2 separate regions of the Bos taurus genome follow, and region 1 is linked to region 2. Evidence: chromatin contacts called from public Hi-C data. All regions are on one chromosome and are shown on one strand. The core of a region is the stretch at or near the end of the contact, and the rest is flanking DNA. Distances in the headings are between cores, read along the strand shown.

Evidence for each region. Hi-C and Micro-C count contacts between places; a contact is called where the count stands out from the background.
Region 1: a contact with region 2 is called in a Hi-C map of skeletal muscle, with 2.7 times the contacts expected there. The contact joins the promoter of COMMD3 here to the enhancer-like site in region 2. A contact is called at or near these places in 2 of 11 Hi-C or Micro-C datasets (skeletal muscle and an unstated tissue).

The regions. Positions count from the first base shown.
Region 1 is chr13:23,422,586-23,428,487 of ARS-UCD2.0, reverse strand. It overlaps COMMD3 (COMM domain containing 3), which reads right to left and starts at 2,604. Exons shown (of 8, transcript NM_001076999.1): 1 at 2,457-2,604; 2 at 1,075-1,186; 3 at 907-970; 4 at 783-817; 5 at 374-434; 6 at 223-279; 7 at 72-131. The coding sequence starts at 2,595.
Region 2 is chr13:23,360,774-23,366,738 of ARS-UCD2.0, reverse strand. No RefSeq gene overlaps it. Among named protein-coding and RNA genes, the nearest start is that of TRNAN-GUU, 20 kb to the right of the region's middle. Within about 2 kb of position 1,793, at least 80 of the 102 cell types and tissues checked have an H3K27ac peak or open chromatin away from gene starts, as enhancers often do. A contact at or near this core is called in skeletal muscle, where this site is marked.

The sequences.
Region 1 (5,902 bases), core at 1,355-3,854, 61 kb before region 2:
TTTCCATGGGCATAATTCGCAATTAAAAATCTGTAAGAAGATAGGCATATTCACAGATCCTAATACTGTACCTGTAATTGTTCCATGTTGCAACTAAAACTAATCTCTGGGTGGGATCGGGAGTCAGTGTTCTAGGGAAGAAAAAAGTGCTGTTTATTTAAATCAAGGAAATTGAAAATTTTATTATACATAAATTTTTAGACAGGGCTTCTGTATAAATACCTCTACATTTAAGGTCACCAAATATGCAGGTCTGTACATCTTATCAAGTTGATTGGTCTAAAATAACACAACACAGAGATTTCATTCTTTAGCTCTTTTTTTTTTTTTAAAGTTCCCTAAATTGCCCTACAGAACATTTGTTAAACTTTACCTTTATCTGATATTCCAAACGCCAAGAAACATCAGTTATATGTGGGAGAGATCTGCCTATACTGAAAGATATAATGATAATTTTGTACATAATAGCTACAGAAAAACTTTCAGTATTTGTTCTTTACCACCTTCTACACCACACACACACAATTTTAATCCATTCTGAAATTAAAACACTGTTAAACTTTATTTCAAGTCCTGAATAGTAAAAGAGCATTTAAAAAATTACCTCAATAAACTTTATCTTTAAAAACATTAGCTTAACTTCAATTGTTTCACTTGCCCTTTGGCCCCTTTTCTTTTGGTCTAGATCCCCGTTTTTTGTCCTGTTTTGTTTCACACCAGCACTCTCCATTCATACCTGCAAGTGAAAAGTGGCTCAGCTTGACACCTTATACAGTACCTACCTTCCCAGTAGGATTTCTAGGGAATTCCTATTATTCTGGTAGGAAAAAAAGAAAAAGAAAACATGTCTTTGCAAACAGAGCAGAAGAAAAATAGTAATTGTTAAGTTTTTAAAATTTAAGTAACCTGATATTCCGTCCAAAACAATTCTATTCTCTCGCTGTCAAATTTACAGTCTTCTAGATAAGTGCTAAAAAAAAAAAAAGCCAAAGTTTAGTCTCCATTTTAAAAACTGAAATTTGAATCATAAAGGCACTATTTTAAAACAAATGGATATTTAAATAAATCCTGTACCTTAGAGTTGATCTGTCAGCTCTTTGCTTTCCAGCCTCCAGTATGTAAGTTGCAGCTGCTGCATGACAATGTTTTAAAACCACTGGGTCGATATGTTTCAAGTCTGGGTGATCTATAATAAAAGTAATTGCCAATGATGTCTGTGATAATAAATTCTTTATAGTCCTGTTTCTAAAAAGGTATTTCCATTTGGTGAAGAACTCTAACAAGATAAGAAGAATTCAACTATAAGCACTAGAAATTTTAAGATGAGCAATATGGTCAATGGCAAAACAATGAAGAGCACACATCAATAATCCTGCTGTTACTTGGTCAAATTACCTTCATTTTATTTTACCTTAATACTTAAAAAAAATGTCCTATTGTAAAATATACAGTGGTCATTCTAAAGCTGGATGGAGTAAGTTGAGAGGAAAATAAGATAAATATTTTACATGGTGTCAATTTAAGAATGAATAAACTTTCCTTCTAAAGATTAATTTTAGGGTAGGTAACTGGCTCCACGGACTTTAATACATGGAGGTGGAGGAGAAGGAAAGGGTTCAAAATATTTTCAAGTTTCGACAGTCTTTTTTTTTTGGAGATTAACCCAGGTGGTGGTTACTATTTTCGTTTAAAGAACTTCCACTTTCATGCTTTTGGTACACATGTTTAGCTCGTGAAACTATAGGGGAAAAAAACAAAAAAATTTGAATTGTTGAGATATTTATAATTAAGAAAATAATTTAAAAGCGATCTATCTTTAAATATGCCTCCATCCATACTGACACCGCACTCCGCAGTGACCGGACCATTTAAAACAGACTTGCTTCCTGATAACTGATGCGGAACAAAACATTATACACCACATTTTAAGAGTCTGGGCGTGGAACCTGTGCAAAACATGTTGAACTAGAGTGTTGGAATGAGCAGAGGAACTTGAGGTATTCTCTAAGCTGGAAAATGTCAACACTATTTGACCGAGTAATTACTCTGGAAGCAGACCCTTTAAAACCTTCGCCAGCCTAGTACTGAAAACTTGAATCGCAGGGAGCTGCCCTGATGAAGTCCAAGTGTCAAACAGTCTCTGCCCCAGACCAGGGTGAAAACCTTAGATGTTTAGGCCACAAACAAGACTTGAATACCGGCTTTACAAAAGAACAAAGAGCCTGAGAGGGAAAATCAGACCAGGAAAGTGTAGCTGGCGGTGTGCAAGTGCCAAGTGGGGAGAGAACAATGATCTGGGTCCGCTGTGGGTTCTGGCAGAACCACATCCCCACACTCCGTCCGGAGCGAAGGGCAAAGCCCGAAGACTTCCTCTTCCCGGGGCTTTCCCCTTCTCGCTCCTCTTCTCCGAGCGCCCCTCCACCCAGGCCGATCCAGCTCAGAGCCGAGCGGCTTACCTAACACGGCCTCGTCCGCCTGGGCGTCCAGCAGACTCTGGAAAGCCGCCCGGAGGAGAAGCGTGAAGGTGTTGGAGTCGAAGGAGCCGGGATCGGCCAGCATCTGGAAGCCTTTCTGCACATACTCCGAAAGCTCCATTGTGAGCGCGCCGTGACCTTCGACACGCGCACCACGTGACACGCGCCGCGCGCTCAGCTGATGCGGCCGCGCGCGCACGCGGCTAGGGCGGCGGCGGCGGCGGCGGCGGCGGCGGCGCGGGCTGCGGGCCTCCCCGCCCAGGGCCTCCCCGGCGGCCTCCCGGCCCGCGTCCCCGGCTGCCCGCCAGCCGCCGCCGCTTCCGTCTAGTCTTTCCTTCTGCTCCCGCCGCCGCCGCCGCCGCCGCCGCGCCTTAGCGCGAGGGGCGGCCCGGGAGCTTTGTGGACGCGCTCGGCGCTCACCTAGGACTGTCACCGGCTCCTGCGGGGCCCGCGGGAGCGCTCCCGAAAGACCCCGCGGGTGGTGGTGACGGTGTCGGGATCCCGGTCCCCACCGGCCCCGAGAACTACTCCTTCCCCGCGCCCCGCTCAGCGCGAAAGCTGCGGGAAGCTCCAATCTAAGGCAACTGGTTGGTTTTTGGTTTTGAGCTTTTTTGTTTTTTAACTCAACTGCTTAATCCCCTAGCACTGCCCTTAAGTGAATGAGACTGTAGACGTCTAATTATAATTCTTGCTTATTTCTCCTTTTTCATTGTCATTTCTGGAATACGGCAATTGATTCTTTTCTGCGTGGGGGGGTGTAAACACACGTATACATTCATATAGTGCGCGCGTTTAAGTTCTGTATTTCGACAGAGAGAATAGTACCTTATTTACGAACACAGTGGACAAAATGATAAAAAATAGTAAGATGCAGCTGCAAATAAACACCTTTCCAAAAGAAACTGATACGGATTTTGTGCTACGGTGCTCACAACATTTATGGGTCCTGTTTTAATTAGTCAAGCAGCCCTCAAATATTTATATCAGATAGTTATCTTAGTACAATACAGTTAAGAATGGCAAAATCTTTATTAGAAGTGAATGCCCATAATTTTGAAACTTCAAATATTGTATAAAGTAACTTCCCCCTTAATAGTTATACGAAGTTGAAGAACAAGAATGATTCTTTAAAAAAAAAAGCACAACAAAGTAGGTTATGAGTTTTTTTGATCAAAAGAATTTAAAATTCTTTTGGGTAGAGAGGAGGGATAAGGAAGGAGGAAGATGTTTTAGTCTACAGGAGGCATAATTTGAAACAGACTTAGGATGAAACACTTTTAAAGGCATAATTTAGGTGCTTATTTGAAAAACAAGTTCCTAATGAATACAGTCGACATTTAACCTTGCACCAATGGATAAAAAGCACCTGATTTCACAACAGAACGCAAATAGAATAATTTAGCATCAGTAAAGATTGAGTAACTACTCAGTTCTCCTTTGAAAGCACTGAAAGGCATGTGAACCAGCTTTCCACTTTGGTCAGCCTGTAGGAACAGTGAAGAATTTAAAAGTCTCCCTTGAGTCTTTATGAAACAAACACCTATTAATCATGTTCATCTTTCCTTCCCATCTCTCTTTTCTTTCTAAATTCCCTGTTTCTCATCAGTAGTAAAACATCAGTTGAAAAATGTCAAGATATGCAAATGATTTGCATAAGGAATATTTTACAGGGCAGAGTTGTGTAAAAGTTAAACAGTATTAACAACACCCAAGCTCATTATGTTTGTTACACATATATTTTATAACCTTGCATAACATTGATTGTTAATACTCTAAAAGAATTTGAATCGATAACTGTAATCATAATTTGATGTCAAAAAAGAAGGCAGTAATGCTGAGCATAGATTTTATTTTAATGCTATTTTAAAAGAGTAAAGTAAATACAATTAAAATGTGAGTTTCTGAGCATAAAAATTAGGAAATTCACAAGAATTGTTTCTGTAATAACTGTCACATTACTCTCTTGTATATATGTAAGCCCTTTCTTTTTTACAAGGCATTTGTCCTCTTCTGCCTATATGTATTTCTGTGTTAGGCCTAAGTGATGGGTCCATTTCCAGCTCACACCAAAACTTTCACCATAATGTTTTCTAATACTAGAAAAACTGAATTTTTCTCCTATAGGTACATTTATTTCAACTCCCTTTGAAGGAGGCACAGGATTAAGTATTTGTTTGTAGATCATACATGTGTATCTTTAACAAGGAAGCCATTGAAATACATTGAAGTATAATCATTAAAAGTCATGATTACATAGATGTAGGCTCTCTTCATTGTGGCAATAAAATCAGTATATTCTATATTATTAGAAAAACTATATATGAACACGTTCTGAAAGTGTGTGGGGGGGACTATTTACAATTTTTACTTTGATCACTGAAAATGGCATTGGAGCTTTCACTAGACGTAAAAAATTCTACAGCCTTAAAGCCAATAGATTAAATTTGCCCTGAAAGAGCCTTTTAAAATAACAGTTATATGCAGCTGAAAGTTGCAAAATAGATGTTCAAAGATCCTGTTAATAACGTATTTTTCCTCTTACACAGCAAATATTAAGATAGACAATGCTGATAAATTTGGGTTTTTTTTTGAGGCTCTACAAAGAATTAGAAAGTATCATTTTAAATAATGTTTTAGAATGTTTTAAAATACATTGTATCCTTTGTGCTGGTTAGTTTATTTGTTTTTTTTAGAAGCCAATTTAATGTTGGCCTCTGTACCATGAGTACAATTTAAATATGCTGGGGCATTTATAGGATCTGTGTGGTCAGCTTTTCCCAGAGGCCTCCTTGGTACATTTGTTAGTTGCAGAAAACAATTTCTAGTATTTAATTTTTAGATTGTATAAATACTTTTGCTTTTGTGCAGAGAAAACTGAAGGAAAGTATTCCTTTAGACAAAAGAGTTCCTTGAACATCCACAGGGAGAAAAAAAAGCCAATATACTTAAATGCTCATGCATCCAAAGGTTTTTATTGGCATACATACTGTGTTCTAATGGGGTTCTATTTTATCCCTACCCATGGAATATCTGCTCATTTTCCAGAAAGAAGGATGTTAAAAATGCTTAAATATTACACAAACACAAGAAACCATCTTCTGTCTCTACCCCTCATATGGATTATTTGATGGTTAGTGATCTTAAAGCCTTGAGATAAATATTAATAACAACAATTTATTATTTTAAAGTTATTTTAGCCACAAATGGACATTTGGGAGGAGTGATTAATTGAGATGCAAATAGTATATTAAAGTGTAAGTCAAAATTATTTCAGTCAAGTTTATAAAATCTACACACATTTTTTTATTAAATATCTTAACTTGGAAAGGTGTAGATTGGGTCTTGGAATTTAAATGATCAAGTTTTTGCACATTTATGACAGCAGAGTTCAGTGATTTAAAATTTAGTCTTGTGGCATGTGTCAAAAG
Region 2 (5,965 bases), core at 544-3,043:
GAGAGTTATTTAAGTTTTATTTGCTCTTGTATTTGGCTGCCATAAAATATCCTTTCTAAATGGCTTTAGAGTTTGCACTTAAAAAGAAAAATCATGATTAAATTAAACATGGTGAGTTAAAATTATAAACTTTCCCACAAAAGAGGGAAGCACAAAAACTTGAGTAAATCCAAGAAACAATATAAACATGAGACTTATGGACAATGCTCAATGTAAATTTCATATACTGTCAGATGATAAATATGTGTTCCAGATTGGAATACTTTAATTTTTAAAATGTTTAAAATCTCCTACAGTCCTTTCTGTTTCAGAAATTGAAGCTGCAGTGTTATTTGTGAACTAGGCCTTATAGCTTTTCTATACTTTTTACTTCTTAATTTTGTAGAATCTTCTAAAACCATCACAGATGGCTCTCTGAGTTTGAACTTTAGCATTGATCTGCTTGTCTTTGAAAGTCACAAAAAACAGAAGGAGAAGATCACCTTACCTAAAGATGCCAAGACTAAAGTTGGAAGTTAGCCATCGAGCTTTCTCTTTTGGAAAAGGATTTAATCCTGAAGTAATTCTAAGCCTGCATTTTAATGCAACTTTTCTACTAGAATACAAGAAACTGGATGGGTTTCCCAACCCCACCCCACCCAACCCCACCCCTCGTTTGGAAAAGAGATGTTTTCCTTGTGGAAATCTGTAATCTGAAAAAAATATTTATATGAAGGATCAACAGTTGGAAATAGCCTAAATGTTACTTCAAAATTTAAAGGCCGGCTAACGTAGAAGTAGTGAGAAATTCGCGGAGTTCCAAGGTCCCAGGCAAAGCGGCAGGTGAGCCTGCGCGTGCGTGGCAGACGGAGCGAGCGTATTCAAGGGCCCGGCGGCTGGCGTCCGAGGATCGTCGAAGGCGCGGAGTTTGGCGCGTCTGATATACTGCAAGGTCTGAGTTATACGAACATTCCAGGGACTAGTGGCACGGATAGTGCTATCTGGTTAGAGTTGACCACGGAAAGAGGACGCAGTGAACGGGGGCGCACAGGAGTGAAGACGTTTCTTTTCCAGGTGCAAAACCAGGGAAACGCTGACCAAGACGCCCTGGGACACTGTGGGGTTCGGTTACCATTGCAGTGATCCCGAGTCCACACTTTTCACGGGCTCCGCTCCACCTGTGAAAGCCTGTGAAAGCCGTCGCTTCCAGACTCAAGCCACCACACTCCTGCGCCGGGAAGGAAGGAGGGCCCGGGAAGCCCACAGCGCTGCGCAGCGCGGAACCCGACGGCGCGTGTGGCCGCGGTGTCTCCTCGGCCGCCCCGTACGGGTCAATGCTGGGAGTTGGGCGAGGCCGGCCGCAGCTCTCGACGCGCGGCCTCGCTGCCCGGCGTCTCCCCCCGCCGCCGACTTTGTCCCCAGAGGATCGTCCGTGGAGCTAGCGCTGAGGTTGCGGACGCCGGCGAGCCGGGGGCTCCTCTAGCGCCGGCAAGGACGTCACTTTGAGTGAAGGACACTGTCAAGTGCAAGTGAAGAAACAAGGAGAGGGGTACGAAGGGAATCTACCCGGGGCGCGTTGGACACTCTTACAATAGACACTATCAGTCGACGGAAACTAGCAGTTGAAGGTCGGGGGTGAGAAAACCTCACTTTCTGTTTCCTAAAGAGCCTCCCATTGCCCCAGAATTTAACCCCGCAGGAGCTTAGGGACATCCCCGCGCCGAAAATCCCTGGGACTGCCACCGCGCAGACCGGCGTCCCAGCCGCCTCCCGGACGGGCGCCCAGAGGCTGGCTCTGGGCCATCGTTTCTCCCGGGCCCGCCTGAGGTTCCGGGCCGAGCCCGGTCTTAGCCGTTCTTCCGGCTGCGGGGACAGGCCTGGAGGCCAGGGCCTGGCGCCGCCTCGGGCAGCGGTGCTCCGGGTGGGCCGGGGACGTGGCCCCGGCGGGAGCGCGCGAACGAGGCCGCGCCTTCCCCGTCGCAGGGTGCAGGTGGAGGTGCTCCGTGGGTCGCTCGACCCGAGGCCGAATGCGGGCGGGACCCCCAGCTAGTCTCGGAAAGGTCTAGGTTCGGGCGCCCCTCCTGGCTCCCCGGTCACTGTGCGCCCCTCCCTCCCCGCCTCGGGTGCAGTCGGTCTTTTTCAGTTTCTTTCCTCGACGCTTCTCGATTACACCATCCCTCTGCGGCACGCGCCCGCCGCCAACCCCGCGGGGGGAACTGGAGAGATCTGCTGGCCCCGGGGGTTTGGGTCGGGCCCCCTCGGGCCGGGGACCGAGGAGGGAGGCCGCCCAGCCACCAGCAGGAGCGGGAGGTGCGCTGGACGTCCGGAGCGGGGAGGGGGCAGCGCGGGCCCTGCGTGCCTCCCCGTCTGCCGGAGCAAAGCTGCTGAAGCTGCAGAAACGCGTTGGCGCCCGTCCACCCGCTGCAAACAAAACCAAACAAAACGCGGCGAAAGGAAAAGCGAAATGGCGCTGCTGAAAATGGAGCCTCGGCCTCTAGGACGTCTTTCTTTTCTCCTCCGTCTCTTACTTCGGCAACTCTGTTTCTTGTCCTTTAACGCTCCGCCGCCCCTCGGCTTTTCTCCCCGTAATCGCTACCCCATCACCCCTTTGCTTTTCTTCTTAACCATCTCCTTCCCCCGCTTTTCCTTCTTTTCTTTCCCCTCTCGGTTCCTCCTTCTCCATTTTGTGTCACAGGCGCTTCTCTTCTCAGTTCCTTTCTGGGCTCGCGCTCCCCCGCCCGTCTCACTTGGTGTTTTCTGCGTGTCGGGGAGCGGGAGTGGTGGGGGTGGTGAGGCTAGGTATCGAATTGGTTTGGTGGAGACAGGGTTGGTTTTTTTTTTTTTTTTTTTTTTAGAACTCAGATGGCTCCTTTAATTAGTCGTGCGCTCGCCCGGCGCCCTCGTCCCCCGCGGCTCTGCTCCTGGACTCGCGCGGCGCCGTCCCACCAGCCGGGCGTCACAGACCTGGAGGAGACTCAGGGCTTGCGCAGAAGTTAATACCTTTTTGAATTTTTTAAGCTTTAGAATATCATTTTTGCCATCTTCGCGGGCATGGCATACTTGGATAGATGGATCTCATTTTCCCAAGGGACTTCCAAGGACCATTTTAAGAGAAGTGTGTAGAGAAGACGGCAATGCTAATAATTTTTTTCCCCTTGTTTTCTTTTGAGCCGAGGGAACCCTAAGCACTGAGATACTTGTGTTCTCCAGGCCGAACTTTTTTGAAAATTACTTTTCCTTTTACACGCATTGTTGACTTTGATCCTTTTGAAGAATGAGGATGAACTCTGTTTAAAAAAAGAGAGATGCTTTTAAATACGTAACGCCCCAAAATGTGGTTCTCGGACAGTTTCTCTAGACGCTTTTATGATTTTGAAGTTCAGGGTCTCTAAGCGGTGTTCAGTGAAACAATGAGAAATATGTCGCTACGTTAAAGATAAAGCAGAAGGTGATATTTCCGGATTGTGCTCAATCGTAGTAGTAGAGTCTCGGGTTTGTTTTTGCTGGGGGTGGTGGTAGTGTTTGGGCAGAACGTGCCTTGGTTCTATTAAAGAATCAGCTGATAGAAGCTATTTCAAGTGAAGGGCTTCAGGCAACACAAAACTCTGAAAGCAGTGACATCATTTTCTGACCTGAATGTGTCTTTTAGTCGTGGTAAAAAAAAAAAAGGTTAGTCTCTATACAATATTTGAAAACAAAAAGATTGTGCTTCCCAGTATAATTATTACCAACTACCTTTCACTTTATTTTCATATCTTCTGACTAGTTTGATCTCCTCTGTGGTCTGTCAGAACCATATCCTACAGAGAAAAATATACACATGCTCATTCCTTACAAGATTCTAGTGCTCCTGGAATTATTTGAAAAGATTTCAAAATTTCATAAGAAGAATCTCTTTAAAACTGTCTCAGGGTAGTATTCTTTGAAAGAATCTTAGAATGGTTCTTTAAAAATTTACCTTCCTTGGTTTTCATGAATTGCTTTGATTAAAGTTAGGTTATGTTCATATCTTACTTTCAGACTATTTCTTCATAAAAGAAAAAAGAAAGGAAGTAGTCTTGGCAAGAGCTAAACCAGTGCAACTAGGCCTTATTAAGATCCTAAATCTGTAAATTGGTATCCTCCTGGTATGTTTATCAAATTGAGTTTTACATAAACAGCTGACTTTATGTCTTTTAAAAATAGTTTAATCCAGACTCCTACTTCTTTTTTATGCTTTTCCCTTGATAGATAAGCAAAATGAGTCTCAGTGAAAGGGTAGGTAGATTTTTTTCCCCCTAGACAAGCTTTCTAAAAATGGGTAAACTTCAAAAGTTATTACTGCCCTTTATTTTTTAATACCCTTCATTTTAATTGGAATGATTCAGTATTTATACCAAGTTAATCCTATTAAGATGTTGTTTCCTGCTCAAAGGGGATATATTAAGGCACAATTAAGTTTATTTTAGATGGACAACTTTGTATATGCTCTAAGCAAGGGGGTGGGGGGTGCCTAGAGAAAAGTCTCATTTATCTAGAATATATAGATACATACTATTAGTAATGTTCAAAGACCATTGAGTCAGTGTATTGGGGAGAAGGGTATAAATCAGACATGGTATCTGATGTTGAAGTAAATACACATTATAAGAAGTGATTAGTTCTTTATTTTTCTCATTTAAAAACAGACATTCCTATGGAAAAGAATAAAATTAGGTCCCTACCTTACTCTACACACAAATTAAATTCAGATAGACTAAAACCCTAAATAAGAAAAACAAAACTTTAAAAATATTAGAAGGAAATATAGGAGAATATCTTTAGGACCTTGGAGTAGAGAACAATTTCTTAAAACATTGAGATGCACAATTCATAGAGGAAAGGATACATTGAATTATATTAAAATAAATTGTATACGTATGACAAAAGACATCATAAAAGGTTAAAAGACAAGTGGAGACAATATTTCCAAGACATGGACTTGACAAAAGATTAATATTGAGAATGCATAAATAACCTACATGAAGAATTTAATAATTTACATATGAATAATTTCATATGTGAAAGAACTGGGTAAGGATATACACATGTGAAATATAGTGCTACTAACAGGAAGGACTCATTGACTTAAAAAAAAAATTGATTTCCTTTTGGAGAAAAGGAAGGAGGGGAATAGGAAGAAATCCAAAGGGGGTGTCGATTCTTCATAAAAAGATCAAGGGCAACTACAGCAAGATGTTAACATTTTTGTTCTTTCTACTTTATGATATGACTGTTACAATTTATTTAAAATCTCTAGCATTAATTCCTAGTCCAACACACAAATGACACATTTCTTTATCTTAATTAGTAATAACTATTGTAAGATGGTGTTCACATATAGGATGACAAAGTAAACACCATTCCTCAGTGTTTTTCCTATACCATGTTCAATTATTATATGATGTTCACATCAGAGATTTCTCTAGTTTGGTGTCTGTCTTTTGAAAGCTTGTTTTCTGAGTAGATTTAGTAGGAGAGAGAGACTTGTTTGAAGCTATGAATAAGCATAAGAGTGTTTATTCTAATATGACTAAATCATTAAAAATGCTTTTAAAAGCAAGCAAATTGAGAACTTTCCACGTCATTATAAAACACTCTTGAAAAATCAGTCTCAGGCCTAGAATGTAAGGCAGTATTTTGGCATGTCTAATTTCTTTTTGATGCAGATTGAGTGTTAGGAATTGGTATTTTGGAAGTACATATGTGGCCTCATGTTCTCATTTTATATGGCAGAAATTCATATAAGGTGTGGAGCTTCCCTGATGGCTCAGCTGGTGAAGAATGTTTGTAATGCAGGAGACACAGGAGACTCTGATTTGATCCCTGGGTTGGGAAGATCCCCTGGAGGAGGAAATGGCAACCCACTCCATTCCATTTTTGCCTGAAAAATCTCATGGACAGAGGAGCCTGGTGGGCTACAGTCCAAAGGGTCGCAAAGAGTCAGACATGACTGGATGGGCAGGCA